Linked DNA regions of Mus musculus: region 2 is linked to region 1. The links are chromatin contacts, called in public Hi-C maps. All regions are on one chromosome and are shown on one strand. Each heading gives the region's core, a stretch centred on a gene start, on an enhancer-like site or on the middle of the called end of the contact. The rest is flanking DNA. Distances are from core to core; before and after follow the strand shown.

Evidence for each region. A called contact is a pair of places that touch in the nucleus more often than the background predicts.
Region 2: a Hi-C map of cortical neurons shows a contact between it and region 1, with 2.0 times the contacts expected there. The contact joins two enhancer-like sites. A contact is called at or near these places in 4 of 39 promoter capture datasets (the 3T3-L1 cell line, the C10 cell line, cranial neural crest and 1 more), 1 of 15 datasets of contacts at CTCF or cohesin (large pre-B cells), 3 of 484 Hi-C or Micro-C datasets (cerebral cortex, cortical neurons and palatal mesenchyme) and 4 of 115 datasets of contacts at active chromatin or transcription factors (embryonic basal ganglia, embryonic stem cells, pancreatic cancer cells and 1 more).

The regions. Positions count from the first base shown.
Region 1 is chr10:111,379,216-111,384,055 of GRCm38.p6, forward strand. No RefSeq gene overlaps it. Among named protein-coding and RNA genes, the nearest start is that of Gm30145, 3.4 kb to the left of the region's middle. Within about 2 kb of position 2,681, at least 49 of the 459 cell types and tissues checked have an H3K27ac peak or open chromatin away from gene starts, as enhancers often do. A contact at or near this core is called in cortical neurons, where this site is marked.
Region 2 is chr10:111,954,565-111,959,404 of GRCm38.p6, forward strand. No RefSeq gene overlaps it. Among named protein-coding and RNA genes, the nearest start is that of Krr1, 16 kb to the right of the region's middle. Within about 2 kb of position 2,922, at least 7 of the 459 cell types and tissues checked have an H3K27ac peak or open chromatin away from gene starts, as enhancers often do. A contact at or near this core is called in cortical neurons, where this site is marked.

The sequences.
Region 1 (4,840 bases), core at 1,431-3,930:
AAATTGGTCCTGTTTCCCCCTTCCCAGTTCTTCTTCCTTGACCCAAGCAAAATTACCTTGCCTTTATCCATTCTCTGGTTGTTAAAGGTGCTAACTAACATTTAGTAGCTAATATGGCCACTCTCTCACGTTTCTATGTGCTAAGGGGACTTAATAAGGAGGTCTTCCATGGATCTCTTGGGGGTGGGGAAATGTGATTAGACCTTCGTTTGAGTCTGTGTGCACTACTACAAAATAACTAGTCTAGATAATGCTTCGAGAATTTATTTTCTCAGAGGTCTAGAGGCAGGGACATTTAAGATCAAGGTGGCAGCAGGTTCAGTGTCTGATGCAGGCTCCATTTCTATTTCCAAGGTGGGAGCTGGCTACACAGTCCCAGGAGGGGGGAAATTCTATATGTCTGTGTGACAAAAGATGGGAGGGTGGAAGATCTGGGTGTTGTGAGAAATCGCCTTGAAAGGGCCTCATTAATGATGGGAGGAACCCTCAAGACCTAATCACCCCTTAAAGGCCTAGGCATTGGCCACTTGGATTTCAGAGGGGGACACACTCAAGCCACACAGAATTAACTTAAGTGCTAAATCTGTGTGAGCTCCGACTGTTCCACCCTGACCCGTGTCCCCCCCAACCCCCCCCCACCCCCACCACCCCCACCCCACCCCACCCCGTCCTCAGGCCTCTCTTCTCTCCCAGACACAGGGTTTTGAAATCAGGCCAGTTATCAACTCTACAGTGTGTTCTAGGTTTCAGGTAAGAGGAGTAATCACACGTTTCTTACTCTAAATGAACAGCTGGAAGTGATGACCCCCTAGTGAGAAAGATGAACGAAGAAAGTGAGAAGGACAGAAAGCCGGTGACAGGGTTTACTGTCAAGCTGTTTAAGGAACAGTTGCCGGAGGAGAGTGAAAGTGTTCCTTCAGAAACATGGAGGTGAAAGGTTGTGTCAAAAAGCTGCAGCCTGCTCTCCAGAAGATCCGGTCAGCAGGAATGGTCTTCCGTATCCGGAAAACAGCCTTCTATCACATTGTGGTGGTTGGATAGGAGAAGGCAAAGCCTGGCCTTCAAAACGCCAGGGCTGCCTCCTGCTCAGGGCTGACACCGCTGGTCACCGAAAGATGAAGCCAAGGCTACTCACTAGGTGCTCTGATGACAGTTCTGGGACCCTGAAGAATGTTGTTACACTTACCCTGCCTGTGCTTTCTGGAAAGAGTGGCCAGGTGTGGAGACAGCCTGTCGGACACAGCAGCATGGATTACTGGGTATTTCAGGCATATATAGAGATAGAGATATTTGAAAATCGGGGCGATAGGAGATTCTTTTTAAAATATATACTGCTCGTTGATAATTTTCCTGGTCAGAATGGAACTGCATGGAGAGACTGTATCTGTACCTGAAAATATAATAATATCCACCCTGCAACCCACAGATCAAGGAATGATTTCAATGTTTCAGCCCTATTATTAAAGAATTATATTCTGTAGAGTATAGCTGCCGTGGGGTCAGAAAGGACATCTTCACCAAGCCAAAAGAACACAACTATAGACTTTACAGTCACTGCCAGCAGGATGCACGAATGAGCAGAATCACCATCCTCTCGCATCCCAGGGGGTACCAACCTGCCACACCAAACGGATGGGCTAGACAGCTGTCACAAGGAACACGGACACATAGACAGCACACCAGCCTTCCAGTGCCACTAAGGAACAATCTATCCCTTCCATAGACACCCCAATCCTGGGAAGAGAGGGGAGGAGAAACCCAGCCGTCCTAGGAAGTCAGCTTTTCAATGAGAACGGTTAGCACACACAAAGTACATTAACCCAAATATTTTTGTAAAGATTTATTTATTTATTTTATGCATATGAGTACACTGTAGCTGGACAGATGGTTGTTGTGAGCCTTCATGTGGTTGCTGGGAATTGAACTCAGGACCTCTGCTCAATCAGGCCCTACTCGCTCTTATTATTATATATATTATTATATGTAAGAAGAGGGCATCAGATCTCATTACAGATGGTTGTGAGCCACCATGTGGTTGCTGGGATTTGAACTCAGGACCTTCGGAAGAACAATCAGTGCTCTTAACTGCTGAGCCATCTCTCCAGCCCTAACCCAAATATTTTAAGCACTGATTATAAAAGAACATCTTCCTTCTCTCCCCTCAATTTGGCTGCTGTGGGAGTTCATGAGGTACAAGTGCTTCATTGAGGAAGAGAGAGAAGGTTCCGTGCTTTGTAAGTTTTTTAAGCTCATATTCAATTGCTAAGCTATTTCCTCATAGGGTCCTCAAGAGGAAACAAGAAAGGGATGGATTTCCTATGGAGAAGAATTCCAGACCGCCTGCCTGAAAGGTGCAGAAGCAAATATAACTAAGTTTTTTAAACATCCCATGATTTCTCCTAAGCTCCTCTGTTCGCTTTGCTTTATTTAGAAAGAAAAAAGAAAAAAAGAATCCTCAGAAATGGGCTGGCAGGATGGTTCAGCCTACAGAGGCGCTTGCTGTCAATTAAATACCGAGCACCCATGGGAGAGGGCGAGAACTGATCCCACAAGTTGTCCTCTGACACCGCCTGCACACTGTGACATGTGGACACACACACACACGCACACACACGCATGTACTACGTGGGCACTCTAAATACACTCTTTGTTTTAAAGAACCCAGATCTGAAAGTTCAGACAGATTACTGCGCACGCGCTCTCTAGCTGGATGCCAGCTGCCGCTGTGAAGCAGGCCAGCACTGAGCGTGGAGCGGTCGGGGACCTATTCCGTCATCTTCCCTAGGTTCCCATCTGCCTCTGTCTCAGGCCATGGCCCTGCTGAGTACCAAAAATACAGCAATCCTCTTCTCTCTACATCAGTACAGTAGGAGCTTTTCAAGTACTTCCAGTAAAGAAGTGAGAAACACCTAAAAGAGAAAGAGCAAAACATCAAAAACCAAGGGCTTCTCTGAAGCGGAGATTCACGACCGCAGACTGGACGGGAATCCTTAGGCACCGACTACCTCTGGTGAAAAGATTTTAGGGCATTTGTCTGGAAGGTGGCTTTCCTCCTCCTCCTCCTGCCAGGGGACTCTTGTCCCAGATTTAGAAATAGTTCTTCTTCCAGGCGTGGTGGCACACATGTGTAGTCCGAGGCTCTCTGGGAGGCTGAAGTGAGGGAAGCCAGCCTGGGCTGCATAACAGAGAGGAGGAGGGGAGGGGGAAGGGGTGACTGGGGTGTCTTCCATTGAGTAGGGGTGTGTTCAGACAGGGAGTACTTTTGCCAACCTTCACCCTCCCACTGGAGCACAGAGATAATAGGTGGAGACATTTAATTGTCACAATGTAGGGAGGGTGGCATTAAAAGCAGCAAATAGGGAAAGGCCAGGCTTTGCTGCAACTGATGGGGTAAGCAGCCCCTTCCAGGGGAAATTCACTGCCAGAGGAAGGCACTGCCCCTCGCTGTCAGCTGCCTGGGGGGGTCCAAAGACTTCTATTCTGATACAGCCAGGATCTTGGCTTAAGCTGCAGGGAGAGTCCTTGTCAAGAAAAGCTGTGGCTTATTAAGGAAAAGACAGTGGGTGGATACAGGCTCTGAGATTATCAAGAGAGAGCCATGCTATATGTCTTGACAAGACTTGTTCCTGGTGTCATTCTTGCTGGTGTGTGTGTGTGTGTGTGTGTGTGTGTACACTTATCTTTAAAGCATTTTTCTTGGCTGGATATGTAGAATTGGTAGAGTGTTTGCCTAGCAGCATATATGAAGCCCTGGTTCATCCCCAGAGCCCATAAACTGGGCATGTTGGTTGAATTCCTGTAGTCCCAGTAGAAACAAGAGAAAAATCTCTTTCATCAAGTGAAATGTCCTCTGACATGTACACAAACAGTGTCATAGATATGTGCACAACCATGCACATACATCATAAACACACATGCTTCGTACACATACACACATTGTCTCTCTGTCTCTTACACACACACAGATCATAAATATTTAACCAAAAATATGCAACATGACCAGTTGGAGTTTAGGGGTCAGTGAATCACTCTGTGTGTGTGTGTGTGTGTGTGTGTGTGTGTGTGTGTGTGTGTGTATCATCACCATCATTATCACCTACTGTTCCAAATGAAACATCCAGGTTCAGGAATTTAAAAAATAAAAAAAAAAGCTTTCCCTATTTCCCTATACCCCGTCGCCCCAACACACCCAAAAAGGAAGAAAGAACAGGAGACTGTAGCACTTCTGTGTCTAAGGATTGATTGAATGATTGATTCATTGACTGATTGACATCTCAAGCTGGCCTGAAACCTGCTTGATAGACCAGGCTGGCCTCTAGTTCATGATTTCCTGCTTCAGCTTTTGAAACAGCTATGATTGGTCCAGGAGTTTACCATCCGCAGAGCACTAAGGTTGTTTTTGCTTTGCTTTGATATGCTTATCTTAGTTAGGGTTTTTATTACCGGGCCAAAATACCATGACCAAAAACCAAACAAGTTGAAGAGGAAAGGGCTTTTTCAGCTTACACATGCAGATCATAGTCTGTCATTGGAAGAAGTCAGGACTAGAACATGGGCAGGGCAGGAACCTGGAGGCCAGAGAGCTGATGCAGAGGCCATGAGGGATGCTGCTTACTGGATTGCTTCCCATGACTTGCTCAGGCCTGCTTTCTTCTAGAACCCAGGACTACCATCCGAGGGATGGTACAGCCCACAATAGACTGGACTCTGCCTCATTGGTCACTAATTGAGAAAATGCCTTTTAACTGGATCTCATGGAGGCATTTCCTCAATCGAGGCTCCTTCCTCTCTGATGACTCTAGTTTGTGTCAAGTTCACACACAAAACCTATCAGTCCCCT
Region 2 (4,840 bases), core at 1,672-4,171, 580 kb after region 1:
GATCTCTGAGTTTCAGGCCAGCCTAGTCTACAAAGCGAGTTCCAAGACAGCCAAGGCTACGCAGAGAAACCCCATCTCAAAACAACAAAAACAAACAAACAAGCAATCAAGTAAAGAGTCATAACTCAATCTCTGTTCATTCCGGTTTTGCTGTGTCTGTTTCAGAGTCAACTTTCACCTGCACGGCTTCATGATGGCCCTTAGCGTTTCAGGCAGCACAGGCTTGTTCTATGCTGGGAGGCTCCCAAAACGTCTCTTAATCCCCAGGGGGCTTCTTGAGGAGTCTGCTGCACAGCTCTCCTTCCTTCAGAGAGAAGCCAGGAAGCATTTCATGCATCTTCTTCCAGCCTTAACAACAGAGGAGAACCACTGAGGGGCACTGAGGGTGTCAAACGTGCTACAGCGTCTGCTGGAAGTCACCCTAGAACTCTAAAAGCTGTACGAATCCTTCTATGTCCCTGCATGCAACGAAATCCCTGTATTTGGTAGTACAAGGTCTGAGGGAATTTTGCAAAACTACTTCGTTCTGGGAGGGAATGATGGGGTGCGGTCCTCTGAGGTAGCCCCGTCAGGACACAGGCAGCTCACTATGAACTGGAAGAAAATGTGAGTTTGTAGGATGTAGGAACAGGAAAGCAGGGTGTGGCTTTGGGAGACAGGATGTCACATAGTCTTGCCAGGGTATTTCCAGCCTTAGGGTTGCAGTGTTGAGCTTCACTGTTGCCACTGTAGGCAAAAATCAATATAACTGTTGTTGCCACTGGGTCTCCAAAAAGCCCTAAAAATCTACCATAGAGGTTAAGGGAATATTATATTTTGAAAGAATATATCTCCCATAAGCTCATATGCTGGACAATAGTCTCTCTCTCTCTCTCTTTCTCTCTCTCTCTCTCTCTCCCTCTCTCTCTCTCTCAGTTTTTCAAGACTAGGTTTCTGTGTTTAACCCTCGCTGTCCTGGAACTTGCTTTGTCAACTGGGCTGGCCTCACACATACAGAGATTCACCTGCCTCTGCCTCCTGACTGCTGGGATTCAAGGGTAACGGTTTTTGTTTGTTTGTTTGCTTGGCTTGTTTTGTTTGTTTTTTACTGTCTAGAGAGAATATCTTGCTTGCATTCTTTCACAATAAAGTTAAACATGTTTCTATAGCGAGGAACTAGGTCATCTTCTAAATTTGTGGAAAGCATATCCTGAAATTGTGGGAACATCGACAGGTGGTGGGTCCTAGCTAGAGTTGTTAGGGTGTGCCTTTGGGGGTGCAATGTCTAACTCTGACCTTTTCTTGGGGTTTCTTTGCTCTGCTTTCTTCCTGCCCCAAGGTCAGCAGCTCTGCTCTGTTATTCCTAAATTATGGAGACCTCTGAAACCCTCAGCCAAAATACATTATTCCCATCTGTAACTTGTCCTTGTCAGACATGTGGTTACAATGATGTAAACGCACCATGTGGCATTTGACAGGGATCCTGTTACCTTGGTACTGGAAAGAACCTGCCAATTCTATCCAAGCCCTGCTAGCTGTGTGTGAGAAAACTGAAGCCTAGGAAATCAAGCCATTCACCCCACCATGTCACAATGTAAGTCATTTGATGCCCTGGTTTATTTCCTACCATTTGAAATAATTAGAAGAACACCGAAGTGTGTTTCTGTTGTACTGTGTGACCACCATGTGGAACACAGAACTGAAGAGCTAACGCTATGCATTTAGTTCAGGTTAGTTTAGTATCTGCCTAGTTAACACCAGCCATTTAGTTTAGGTTAGTTTAGACTCGGCCTCTTCTTCCCCACATGTCCACATGTAGATAGGAATGATGTCAATCATATTAAAGCCTAATGCTGTTTGGGTGATGAAGTTGTTGTTAGATATATTTTCACAGAATGAATCAATGACAGAACTTATCATTCAAAATATACTAATCAGGCCACAGTAAAGCCCAGTGGGCCCTGAAGTGAAACAAAACCAGAACAGAAAGACATGAAAGTAGGATGGGGACTTTGTCGAAGGTTGATGGCAGACAGAGGCAGATAAGAGAGGGTGGGGGGACAAGAGTGGCAAGAATATATTATACAGACATGTGAAATTGTCAACAAATAAAGTCATAGTAATTTCACAAAATCAAACAAAAAACTGTGATGGTTTGTATATGTTTGGCCCAGGGAGTGGCACTATTAGAAGGTGTGGCCTTGTTGGAGTAGGTGTGTCATTGTCGGTGTGGGCTTTAAGACCCACACCCTAGCTTCCTGGACGCCAGTCTTCTCCTAGCTGCCTTCAGATGAAGATGTAGAACTCTCAGCTCTGCCTGCACCATGCCTGCCTGGATGCTGCCATGTTCCCACCTTGATGATAATGGACTGAACCTCTGAACCTGTAAGGCAGTTCCAATTAAATGTTGTCCCTATAAGAGTTGCCTTGGTGATGGTATCTGTTCACAGCACTAAAACCCTAAAACAAACCTTTATTAAAAAATATTTAAATGCTAACCAACACGAGGAAGAGATCGTATTTTTTGTTTCCTCAAGTCACCAGAATGTCCAAGGCTGTCTGTCACTGAGGTCACAGTAGAGGCTGAACAAAGAATCAACACTGAGCTAGACTAGAGGTTCCCGTTTGCTCGGTTTCTGACTTTCTCATTGCCCCCTTTCTCCACAATTGAGGAGCATTCAAGCCCATCTTGTGTGTGAATCTATGAGCAGAGAAGGAGAGAGATTTCTAGGAAAATATTGCATTTCAGAGGAGACGTTGGGTACCCTGGAGTGATAAATAGATGGGAGCCTGGGGTGGAAACTAAATCACACAGATGTTCTCGTTGGAGAGCTAGAAAAGGTAAGACTGTGCCTGTTGCGATCACCCCTGAGGGACCGTCATGAGCTGCCTGGCTGCTGTGGAATGTGCAGCTTGTCTGAATATTCTTCATCCTCAGACCTTAGCCAATTGGAGTCCACCGAGGGAGTGTGTGGTGGGGATTATTTTTGTCCTAACTATCTTTGGACTCTGCTGTCTGCCTTATGCTTTCAATACCTTACTTTTTGAGTGCCATTCCCATGGCTTCAGAGTTAATTTTGTAGTTTCATTCCGAATAGAGATGTTGCTTAAGATCTGGAGGGATGGAGAATTTCCTGTGCAACCCCCCCTCCCCACCCCCCCGCCCCTCCCCACTATACAGAATGCCTGGTAAGAGGTGGACCGATGTCAGGCAGTAGCTGGTTACCCAAGGTAAGATGTGCTACAGAGAGAGGACTCACCTGTTGCTGTTTCTAGGTCTAATTGTAAACCCTGTGCTCACTGCAGGATGAGACACCACAGTTAGCAGTGGTGATTTTGAAACATCAGTTATGTTCGGGTATATTTACAGAGCATGAGGGCTCCCCCTGGTGGTGATAAAGAGAAACTCAGACTCCTTCCTCTCACAGAGACAGACAAGTGAACTGAACATAGTGATTTCGTTTCCCTTTAAATTGGGGTCTAAATAGGTGGAGCTTGACCTCAAGGCGGAGGTTCTCAACCTGTGGGTCACGACTCCAAGCCCATCAGAAGACACAGGTATTCACATTATGATTCATAACAGTAGGAAAATTGTAGTTATAAAGTACCAATATAAGTAATGTTATGGTTGGGGTCACCACAGCATGCGGAACTGTATTAAAGGGTCACAGCATCAGGAAGGTTGGGAACCACCGGCTTATGGTGATTGTGATAACTGATACACTGTCTCTGTATCATTCATTTCAAACCACTAGGCAAGCCAAGTAAAGTTTATTGGGTATCTGTTGAATCAAGCATCAGTAATTTGTCACTTCTTAGCCCATAAACATGTTATTGATAAGTTACTTCTCCATCAGTAAAATGAGCCAACTCAAGCCAGATTAGAGTATATAAAGGCAGGTTCATTGGGAAGCCATTCTCAAGAGGCTTCATTAGTCCCAAGGAACTAGGCCATTGGGAGAGCGACAGAGGGGAGGGGGGAGAGAAAGAGAGAAAGCATGCACAGAGGGAGAAGAAGATGGAGACCATAATGTCTAGATTATGTAGGGAAGAGCTTCTGGGGAGGGGAAGCCCAGCCCCTGGGCTGGAAAGTTCAGGGTAGAGGGCTGGGTGTGCCAGGTAAGAACTGAGGGATGCTGGGAGATCCTGGAGGCCAGGTTCATGTTGGTTTGTAAACTACGCACCTCAGCTGTTTGTCCCAGGTCTGACTCCCAACAGTTATAAGCATAAGTAATGACACAATCTACCAATTTTTGCTTTTGTTTTCATTTTACAAAATTATCTTTTATTCCATCTTGTTTTTCAAATTTTCTGCCAGGTTTCAGGGCAGAGCTCACCACTTACCTCCTTGTTAGCATGGGATTTTTCAGTGTTTTCTATAAAAGACGTTGCAAGATTGGCAAGTATATCTATATAATCATATATGTGTTTATGTAATACTGGATATCACATCTATAGGTTGTAAAATAACTCAAGAGTTTTGGTTCCTTTTCTTCGTCAGTCTCTCTCTTTGTCTCTAAGGAACTTCAACCACTATACTAGTACATTCACTATACTAATGCACTTGTATAAAAAATGGCGAGTCCTGGCGAGTTGTTTTGGTATGCATGTGGGGGTCCAGCTGTGGTTTCACGTCCTCCACTTCCTCCGTCTTGGGATGTCCAGACATTGCTGCACACTGGGCTGGAAGGGTGAAGAAGAGTCCGGAACCAGTGGGGATCTGCAGAAAGAGGTGGGGGAGGGCTTTTCCAAGGATCTTGGTGTTACAGCTCTTTTAGACAAAGACCTTCTCTAACAATCTTCAATAAAACAGCTCTCTTAGACAATCCTAGCTTGTGTGCATACCTTTATTTGGGGCGGG